2 separate regions of the Sus scrofa genome follow, and region 1 is linked to region 2. A link is a contact called in public HiChIP or PLAC-seq data. All regions are on one chromosome and are shown on one strand. The core of a region is the stretch at or near the end of the contact, and the rest is flanking DNA. Distances in the headings are between cores, read along the strand shown.

Evidence for each region. HiChIP or PLAC-seq counts read pairs in DNA pulled down with a chosen protein or histone mark.
Region 1: an H3K27ac HiChIP or PLAC-seq map of alveolar macrophages shows a contact between it and region 2. The contact joins the promoter of SLC25A43 here to the promoter of PGRMC1 in region 2. A contact is called at or near these places in 2 of 47 Hi-C or Micro-C datasets (liver and skeletal muscle) and 1 of 2 datasets of contacts at active chromatin or transcription factors (alveolar macrophages).

The regions. Positions count from the first base shown.
Region 1 is chrX:97,866,239-97,871,258 of Sscrofa11.1, reverse strand. SLC25A43 (solute carrier family 25 member 43) reads right to left here and starts at 2,455. Exons shown (of 5, transcript XM_001927589.4): 1 at 2,090-2,455. The coding sequence starts at 2,364. AKAP17B (A-kinase anchor protein 17B) reads left to right here. Exons shown (of 7, transcript XM_021080242.1): 1 at 1-1,860; 2 at 4,018-4,083.
Region 2 is chrX:97,732,014-97,737,072 of Sscrofa11.1, reverse strand. It overlaps PGRMC1 (progesterone receptor membrane component 1), which reads right to left and starts at 1,671. Exons shown (of 3, transcript NM_213911.1): 1 at 1,306-1,671. The coding sequence starts at 1,630.

The DNA of each region.
Region 1 (5,020 bases), core at 1,206-3,705, 130 kb before region 2:
CGGTGAGAGTGGGGAGTTTTAACCACTAGACCACCAGGGAACTCCCAAACATGTACAGTTTTTATATGTCGATGATAACTCAATAAAGCTGTGAAAAATCCAGTGATATGCAGTCAGCCCTCCACATCTGTAGGTTCCACAACCGTGGATTGAAAATACTCAGAAAAAAAATTCGAGAAAGTTCCAAAAAGCAAAACTTGAATTTGCTGCAGTCAACCATGATTTACATAATATTTACATTACATTTACAATTCTTTGCATAATATTTACATTGTAACTAGGTACTATATATAAGGAATCCAGAGCTGATTTAAAGTATACAGGAGGATGTTCACAGGTTATATGCAAATACCTACTGCATTTGATCTGACAGACGTGAACATTTGGGGATTCCGGTGTTGGTGGGGGGAGGGGCGGTGTCCTGGAACCAAGTCTCCCCACCCCCTGCCCCCCCATACCGAGGGATGACTGTATATATTCTAGAAGGTTAGCAGCAAAGCCACAGTACTTGAACCAGCCTTTGAAGTCCTGCCTCCCTCCCCTTGGCACACATTCCAAAGAAAGATTTCCAACCTACTCGGTGGAAAATAGAGTAAGTGGGGGAAAATTAAGTCGTTAAAACTCAGAGAACTGTTTACAGACTGCAGGCCAGATGTTGCTGAGGGCAAGGGGGCTGAGCAGGAACGTGAGCCTTGATAGAAATGCCTCAGGATCTCAGTACCCTCCCTTCCCCAAGAAGAGCAGGCAACTCTATTCCCAGGCAGAGGTGAAGGCAGGCCTGGAGGACTCAGAGATAAGGAAGATTCCATCGGGCTGGTCAGCTGCCAGGTGAGATATCCAGCTCTGGCCTCCCAGAGCCAAAGGCAAAAGCCTTTGACGCTTAGCTTCCCAGGCCATTGCACCTGGTCAAGACGGTGGGCTGTTTCTCTGAGCTCAGGCCATTCTTTGGGGTTGGCACGGTGCCCACCGGATGAGGAACACAGAAACATCTCAACCTGAAAGTCCATCACTACCACCTCATTCTTTAAGGCTTTGTTTCCAGTTAAAAATGCAAATATCTCTGAGGTCTGAGGAAGCTTTAAGACTCATCCAGGGAGTTCCTGTCGTGGCTCAGGGGTAACGAACCCCACTGGTGTCCATGAGGACGTGGGTTCCATCCCTGGCCTCGCTCAGTGGGTCAAGGATCCGGTGTTGCCTGGAGTGGCGGTGTAGGTCGGCCGTGGCTCGGATCCAACATTGCTGTGGCTGTGGTGTAGTCCCGTAGCTCCAGTTCCAGGAGCCCTAGCCTGGGAACTTACATATGCCGTGAGGGTAGCCCTAAAAAAGGAAAAAACCAAAACAACAACAAAAACACAAACTCATCCAGTTGTGTTACATCTTTAGATGTTTTCCTAAGAGGCAGCTGTTGCGGGAGAAGGTGTTAAAAGCCCAAAGAAGGAGGCCAGCGGGCAGCGAGGGATGGGTTGTCTGCAGTTTGGGGAGGGGAAGCTGCAGCCTCTGTTGGACCCTAAAGGCAAGCTTCTTGGGAGGAGAGCAGGACTCCGTGGCTTTTTTGTCGCCATGGATTGGGCTCTCTGCCCCTTATACTAAGTACGTTCTTCTGGGGGCTTTGGTCACACAGAATTCCATACACGCACCTTCAGAAGGGTCACTCTCCTGAGCCAGCCAAGGCAACATGTCCAAATGGGTGGACTGTGGGATGGATTAGGAGCTAACCATCCGGAGATCTCCTCACTCCTTCCCCCCCAATCTCCATGGGCCCCTTTCCACCTCCTCGCCCCTCCCACCCAGTCGGCCTCTCTGGGCCAGAGCTGCGCCCTCACCAAACCGCTCCTGGCGGGGCAGGAACCGCAAGAGAAGGTGAACGACTTGGGGACTGCGCTTTGGGGGCCAGAGAGGTCGCCTTCTGGCCGGAGGGGCTCCCACGCGACCCGGAACCCGGTTGCGGCGCACCGCCAGCCCCGATCCCGGCGCCCGGGTGGCGCAAGGCCGCGAGACCCCGGCGGCGGAACCCCCGCGCCACCCCCGCGGCGGCGGCCTCCAGGGCCCGGGCCCCGCCCCCGCCTCCCCCCCCCAGCCGGGCTCTTACTTGCGGTAGGCGGCCAGCTGCACGGCGCTGCAGGGGAAGAGGCGCAGGCAGGCCACCGCGTTCCCCTTCCAGAGCGCGCGGGGGCCCTCGGCCCGCCACACGCGCAGCCCTGCGGCCCACGGCCCCCGGGCGCGGCCGCGCACGACGCCGACCTGGGCCAGCACGGTGGCGAGCTCCAGCGGCGCGGTGAGGCTGAGGCTCAGCGCCCCCGCCAGCCCCGCGCACAGCAGCCGTTGGCTGCCCGTCAGCCGGCCGTCCCGCCGCCAGGTCGCCATCGCGCGTCCCCGGCCCGAGCCCCGGGCGGCGGCCGATCGCGTGGCTCGGGCCTGGGGCTCCCGGGCTCCCGGGCTCCCGGGCTCCAGGCGCAAGGGGCGGGCCAGGCCCCGCCCGGCGTGGGGCGGACCCGCGGCTCGGACGGGAAGCAGGTCCCCGCCTGGGCCGAGCTGGCCCGAGGCTGAGGCCGCACCGGTTTAAGGTCTGCTCTCAGGCAGGTTTCTGTTTACAGTTGAGAGAGTCTTCGCGTTCTCTCCAGGCCCAGCCCTCTCGATTTCTTGGGTCTAGAATATTCAGCGCCCCCACCCCCTGCCTCGTTTGCCCCCTTTCTCCCTGTCCACGTTCCACTTCGCCCTCTTCCTCCCCTCGCCTCTGCTCTCTTCCCTCCAACCTCTTTTTTTTCTGCCCCAAGAAAAAGCCTTATAGATTTCCCAGTGCAGAAGGGAAAAAAGCCTATAACATACACGTGATATAAGACACGACATGTATTAGGCTTTTCATATATTATCTCGCTTAATCCTCAAAACAGCCCTTAGTAGGTGTGTCCTCAACTGGAGAGGCTGTAGGTGTGGTGGTTAGAACCTGGACTTGGCTCTGCAGTTTACCAGCTGTATGACCTTGGGGAAGTTACTCAACCTCTCTGTGCCTCAGTTGCTTGTGTATAACTTCTTCCTCTCGGGGTTGTGGTGAGGATTAAATGAACAGTGATTCAGGTAAGCACTATAGATGTGTTGGCTATGGTTAGATATTTTTCAGAAGAGGAAACCAAGACAGGGAGATGGACTTGCTCTAGATCACACAGCTGCTAGAGGCAGTCAGGGTTCAAATCTAGGCCAACATCTACTAACAGTGACACTGCAAGTCCTGCTCTGTGACAGCAGAGTGTAACTTGAGCAGGGACATTTTCAGGGGTTCTGTTAGTCAACAGGACAACAGAGGCAAAGAAGGGCTAGGAGTGATTTGGTCAGAGTCCAAGAAGGATTTTGATGAGTTAAAAAAATTCCGCACTTCTCCCTCTTTTCTCTTTTAAAAGAGCCATAGCAATAATAATGATGAAAAGGCGGTCCAACAGTCTGTTAGTATCAGACATCCCAGATACGCAGTTGCTGTTAGGTTTGTATGTCGTTATTTTCTGCGTTTACTAACATACGGGATGATAAAGGAACCTTTTCTAAAAGGCATTGCGGGGTCTAGATTGAGAGGACTTCCAGTTACAGAAGCCTTGCTCTGCGCTCAACACTGGGGATGCTCATTTTTCTTGTTTTGTGAATTCTCCCATCTTGCTGTGAGCTCATTTCACGGCTGTGGGAGGTTGGAGAGAGCAGGTTTATGATTCTGAAGATCAGAGGACACCGGACTTTAAGGGGGGATTGAATTGGAATTTGGGGACTACGGAAAAGCAACCTTCAGGTGCCAGTTCTGTCCTAAAACCGTCTTGGACAACAGGACTAGATCCTAAAGCTCCTTCAGGGAGCTCTGCCCTGGAACGGAACAGTTGATGTAATAACCACGTTGTATAGAGACTAACTCCAGGGGGTTGTTTGGGTTTGGTTTGGTTTTAAGGCAGTTTGTGTGAGAGTTTCAACTGCATCCACCTTGGGAACAGATATACCCCTTTCTTTAGCACTGCTGTTCTTTTTTGTCTTCACAAACAGGGTGTTCAGTGAGCCACAGGCAAGAAGAGCCATTTTAGTCTTCACAGCTGGGGGCCCGGAGACATCGTGAGTTGATGATCTATTTTAACCTCAAACGTAAAAATGTATACTTTCTCACAACAGGGACGTCGAACAGTAAAATGAGTAACAGCAAAGTCTTTATTGACTGCCTTCTGCCTTTTTGTGGTAATGTGCTAACATGACAAGGTGTGTTCATATTTTACTCAGCCAGAGTCTAGTTCATCTGCTAAGCATTGGGAGTATTATGTAGGTTGATCTTAAACATAAATCGGTCTCTGAGGGTGCCCTCTATTTGGATTGTGACTTGTAGACTCAAGCTGACTTCACTGCCTCTTTTTCACACTTGTTGAAAAGTCTATGAAGGGCATAGCAAGGATCTCCACCTTTGGAAAAGGCACATGATGTGAAACTGGGGTGCTGTGTTAAAAATAAATGTATAACTTAAAAGAATAGGCAGTAAGTAAAATAATATTGGAAGTGATGTGGTAACATGAGGAGAAAGGGTGGCTGGCAGATTCAAGCCAATAGGCAGCCTCCTGCCCTAGTCAGGCCTTGGGAGATGCTAACAGTTTTTCATTCTCCAATTCTCATTTTTTGTTTCTCTTCTCACTGAGTGAAATCATCTCTCAGTACATTACCTTAGTTTAACTTGCTGATGCTTCTCAGAGTCTAATTTATCTTGCTATTTTATGCCAATATTGATCTCTGCTCTTCGATTTTTCATTTTATTATTTAACCGTATGGAATTTTATAAATTTCAAAAGTGGAATATACTTGTTGTACCAAGGAAAACAGTACGGAAGTGTATTAAAGTTAAGTCTTTCTGCGCATGCTCTGAGGTAACGTTAGAGCAACCACTGTTAAGAGCTGGGTGTGTGTGTGCATCTTTCCTCATATTTTTTTTTTCAAACCCAGACAAATATTCATTTATGGGGATTTTCCTCTTCCCTCCCTGCTTTCTTTCCTTCTAAGCAAAAAAGAG
Region 2 (5,059 bases), core at 422-2,921:
CCTCCGGTCCAAACAGTGTATAAAGCAGGCCTTCCAAACCTGGATGCTTGTGGCATTGGTCTAGGGGGTGGGAGTGTTGAAATGCAGACTCCTGGACCTCCCCCGCCGCCCACCAGAGCCCACCAGACTCTTCCGCGGTGGTGGAGATCAGGCCGGGAATCTGTATTGTACCTCAAGCGCATCAGGTGATTCTGATCCGCAACCAAGCTTGGCAAAGCCTCATCTCCAAGGCCCCTTCCAGCCTGCCCCCCTCCAACAGCTCAGCCGTCATCCACCCCTCATTTCCCCTAGGGTTGGCTTTTCCTGAAATCCCCACACCCCGCAGCCTTCAGAGCCCTACCCCTTTTGTTTCTCAGGATCCTCCCACTTCTCCCTCCCTCCCTCCCTCCATTTTAATTTTTTTTTTTTTTTTTTTTTTGGCTTCTAGTCCTTTCTCTCCTGCTATGGACTGTAATACTGTATTACCTTCTCGCCTTGCCACATTCCTCTCGGCCGCTATATTCAGCCTTCCTCATCCAGCTCCCTTCCCCCATGGGGCCTCCCTTGTTCACCTCCCAGCTCTCCCCGTCTGCCACACACAGCACGCGCACACATATCAAACACACGCCACACACATACCTGACACACGCCATGCCTCGTTCCCAGCGCACGCGCGCGCGCGCACACACACGCCTGACAAGCCACGGACACTCAACACGCACACACACATCACTCATCGGCCACGCACAATGCTCCTACCTGCTGCCAATCCCATCTCCGCGTTCTCTCCCCCACACCCTCACATTCCACCATGGCTACTCCAGGCGTCATCCGGCCTTCGAGTCCCCTTCGACGCTGGACCTCCCGACCTCCTCCCGCCTCCCCGCCCCCCCGTCTCCCTCGAGACACCCTCATTTCCTTTCTCCAGCCCGACACCCGCCCCTCCTTCCAGGAACCCCCAAACCCGATACCTTCGAAACTCCCCGAACACTGCGCCCTGCTGTGCTCCCCCGCCTTCCCAGCGCTGCGATCTCACCCACCCACTCCCGGCTTAAGCGCTTCAACCTTCTTCCTCCCGGTCCGACTGGCGGCACGGACCTGGAATCTGCGTCCCCCACTCGCCCCGCAGCCCTTCTAGGGCGCCTCTGGCCCCCCGCCCGCCCTGGGAGCCGCCCTGCCCCGCCCTCCCCGGCTCGCCGCCATTCCGCCCCCAGCCCCGGGGCACTCGCTCCCCCCTCGCCTCTCCGGGACTCAGCCCCGTGCCGGGGCCCCTTCTTTTGTCTCTGCGGCCACCCCCCCCCCCCCGCCGGCGGCCAGCCGCCGTACCGGGCCCGTAGAACTTGCGGCCTTTGGTCACGTCGAACACCTTGCCGTTGATGGCCATGAGTATACGCGGGTCCTGGACGCCGTCGAAGCGACGCAGCTCGGCAGGGGTGAAGTCGCGCCGCTTAAGGCGGGGCAGCGGGGGCGGCTCGTCGTCGTCGCTATCGCTGGCCGCCGGCTGGTCCCCGCGCACGATCTTGTAGAGCAGGAAGATGCAGAGGCCGAGCAGCAGCAGGTTGAGCGGCGACGTGAAAATCTCATGCAGCAGCCCGCCGCCCTCTAGCTCGCTCGGGTCGGCGCCGGTAGCCGCCACATCCTCGGCAGCCATGATCGCTGGAGCAAAGGTTGGAGGGCTCCGGAACTCGTTTCCTCCACCCTCTCCGCGAGCTAGTGGCGCGCGGGGCCAGGCGGATGAGGACTAGCCAGCGGAGGAGGCGGAGCCAGGCGGGGCGGGGGCGGGGCTGGACGGGCGGGACCTCTCAGCCCCGCCTCCCCGCGGCGGCCGAAGCTCCCGGCGCCGCTCAGTGGAGCGCAGCCCAGTTCGGAACCCCCCCCCCCGCGTTGCCTCTGGATGGTGGCTGCTCTCCCCCAGCCAGATCCAGCCTCCTCCTAGATTGCGGAGCACACCCCTCAGCTCTACCTGCGAGGCCGAGCCCCAGCCTCACGCCAGCCTCTAGTTAACCGCAACGCAGCGCGCAACCCTCCTCCGCACTCCCAGTTTGCTCATGCAGAGCTTTGCGCGGCTCTGCATGAGGCCCCCTCTGCCACCTGATGCGAGCCAAACACCGACTCCATTTCGCCTGCTTCAGGCCTCTCCCCGCCTTCCATTACGAAGCCTCATCTTTCCCAGGCCAGCCCTAGGGACCACGAGGCTTTCTTGGGAGACAAGGAAACTCACTCCTTGAGTTCCTTTCCCATCCTAGAGCCCCAGACCACCCATTTCCACCTTGGGAACCCCCGTTCACCCTCTTTGACGACCTTTCTCCAATCCCCCACTCCCCTCCAGATGCTGTGGGGATAGCTAAAGTCAGTGCACAGGGTTCATCTGACAACTCTCCCAATATGTGGGGAAACAGTTCAACAGATCTCCCGATTTGCTTTGGGTTCGTTCTTGGAAGACTAAAGCCTTTTGCAATCACTGATTTGCTCAATAATCCCACATCAACAATGTTCTATTATGCTGGGTTTTTTTTTTTTTCTCAGAATAATGACCAAAGTTTCTCTGTTTGGCAGTGTTCTTCTATTTGAACTCGGTCGAGCTACCCTTGGCAGTCGCAATAGCCCAAAGGAAGGTGGGAGTTTGTAAGAAACCTTGGTTTGGTCTTTTCGTTTCCTCAGTATTTCATCCGGCCTTTGATGTACTAACCGGCTGTACAGGAGCGGCCTTAAGGAGAAAGGACTGTCTATACCCTTCAGAGTCCTAATCTGGTCGCCCTCTTTATTGTGGCAGGGGGAGCGGAGCTGAAGAAAGGATAGAGAGAGGGGGGAAATAATTAAAACCAACCCATGTACACATCTGCAGCCCAGAGCGGGTACTTTTCCATCAGGAGTTCTATCTGCTTGCACATAATTTACTCCCCCTCCCAACACGCAGGAGACTGGAGAGAATCGGCTTCTTACCTCAGAATTCTAAAAATTTCTGGCACAAACTGCTTCCATCCCTGCCCCCTACCCCACCTTCTTAAATCATTTTAAAGTGCATATGAGCTGAACAATCTTTAAGTGGGGCCCACACACTTTTTTTTTTCATGGATCTAAATTTAGGATTAGCTGAAATGGCCTTTCCAGATCTTTTGTCAAACCTCTTCACTTTAATCACGGGGGAAGAGGCTCAAACTGAGGGCACGCGGCTGCAATTAGAATCTAATAATTTTGAAAAACGACAACCACCACCACACCACACCACCACATTCGACAAACCAACAAACTTGTGAAAAAATATTTACATTTGCAACTAATAATGACAAGGGGTTAATCTCTTATAGGAGTTTGGTCTCATTTTGATTGACAAGAAAATCCATGAGTCTAGTCAATCAGTGGGCAAAGAAAGAAATAGGGAGTTCACGGAAGAAGGGATACCTATGGTGAATAAGCATACGAAATATGTTCCGTCTCAATAGCAATGAAAAAATGGAGCTAACACTGTCACTTAGCACCTTCCTATAGAAGGGATAAAGAGGAAAAAGGATGGGAGTTCCTGTCATGGCTCAGTGGTTAACGAATCTGACTAGGAGCCATGAGGTTTCGGGTTCGAGCCCTGGCCTTGCTCAGGGGGTTAGGGATCCAGCATTGCCGTGAGCTGTGGTGTAGGCCAGCGGCTACAGCTCCAATTTGACCCCTAGCCTGGGAACCTCCATATGCCGTAGAAGCGGCCCTAGGAAAAGACAAAAAAAAAAAAAAAAAAAAAAAAAAAGGATGATTGACAAATCTACAATGCTGGCAAGAGACCTGGGAGACTCTTCACACACCAGTTGAGGAGAGTAGAAGTTGGTATAACCTTTTTCCCCTTATTTCCCCACACCTACAGCATAGGGAAGTTCCCTGGGCCAGGGATCAAATCTAAGCTGCCTGTGCCACAGCTGTGGCAACACCAGATCCTTAACCCACTGCTCCAAGCTAGGGATCAACCCTCACCTCCGCAGTGACCCGAACTGCCTCAGAGGCAAGGCTGGATCCTTAACCCGCTGCACCATGGCAGGAACTCCCGGTATAACCTTTCATTGTCCATAAAAATATTTTCTATCCATTATCCTATGTCTGGAAACGTACTCTTTGGTCCAGTAATGCCACTGCTAGGAATCTCTCCCAAGGCAACGCTTAGAGATGCAAGTGAAGATTTCATTACTAAAATGCTCACCAGAGAATCATTCGTAATATGGAAAAACTATAAGCAACCTAAATGTTCAACTTTAAGAAATGGCTGACTTATCCGTTTGGATTTTGACAAAACCATAAAATGGTGTATGGTTAGCCTTCCAAATAGTATTGTGACACAGGAAAATGCTTGTGTTTTAATCTTGAGAGAAAAACAGGATACAAAACTGTATACAGTATGAACACAACGATGTTAAAAAAAAATTCATAAAAGGAAGCCTGAAAGGAAACATGCTAAAATGTTAACTGTTGTGATTGTTAAGCTTTTCATTATACTATTCTACATTTTCCAGAATGAGCACATGTCCCTTTTTAGCCTCAGGAGGGAAGTGGTTTATTATTTCTTTTCTGAAAAAAATGCGGAATGTAATATATGCTCACTACAACAAACTTAACGAGTATGTAAGTGTATAAAGTAAAAAAACGAAACTCATTTCTCCCTCTCCCAGCTCCCCAAACAGTCTTCACATCCAGCCCACACATTAGCAGTCTGGTTTACATTCCTGCAGACATATGAAACATACACACATGCACATACACATAGATTTTGTTTTGCAAAACTAGAGAAATTTAAAAATTATGAATGATCCTTCAGGGTTTTTTTTTTTCCCCTAATAAACAGAGATACAAAGTAAAAAAAATAAGAACAAGCCATTAGCTCTCACCCAGATAAACCATGTTGGAAAATTTTAAAAGTCATATTTGTTTAAGGTTATAAAATTCAAACTATGGAAAGGTACAAAAGGTAAATTAAATCCCTCTCCATCCCCCAGGGTTCTCTCGCTTCAAAGGCAACCACTATTAAAAGTGAGGAAAATGTCAGCCAGAGAAAGACAAACACTGTGTGATATTGCGTGTATGTGGAATTTAAAAAAAAATACAT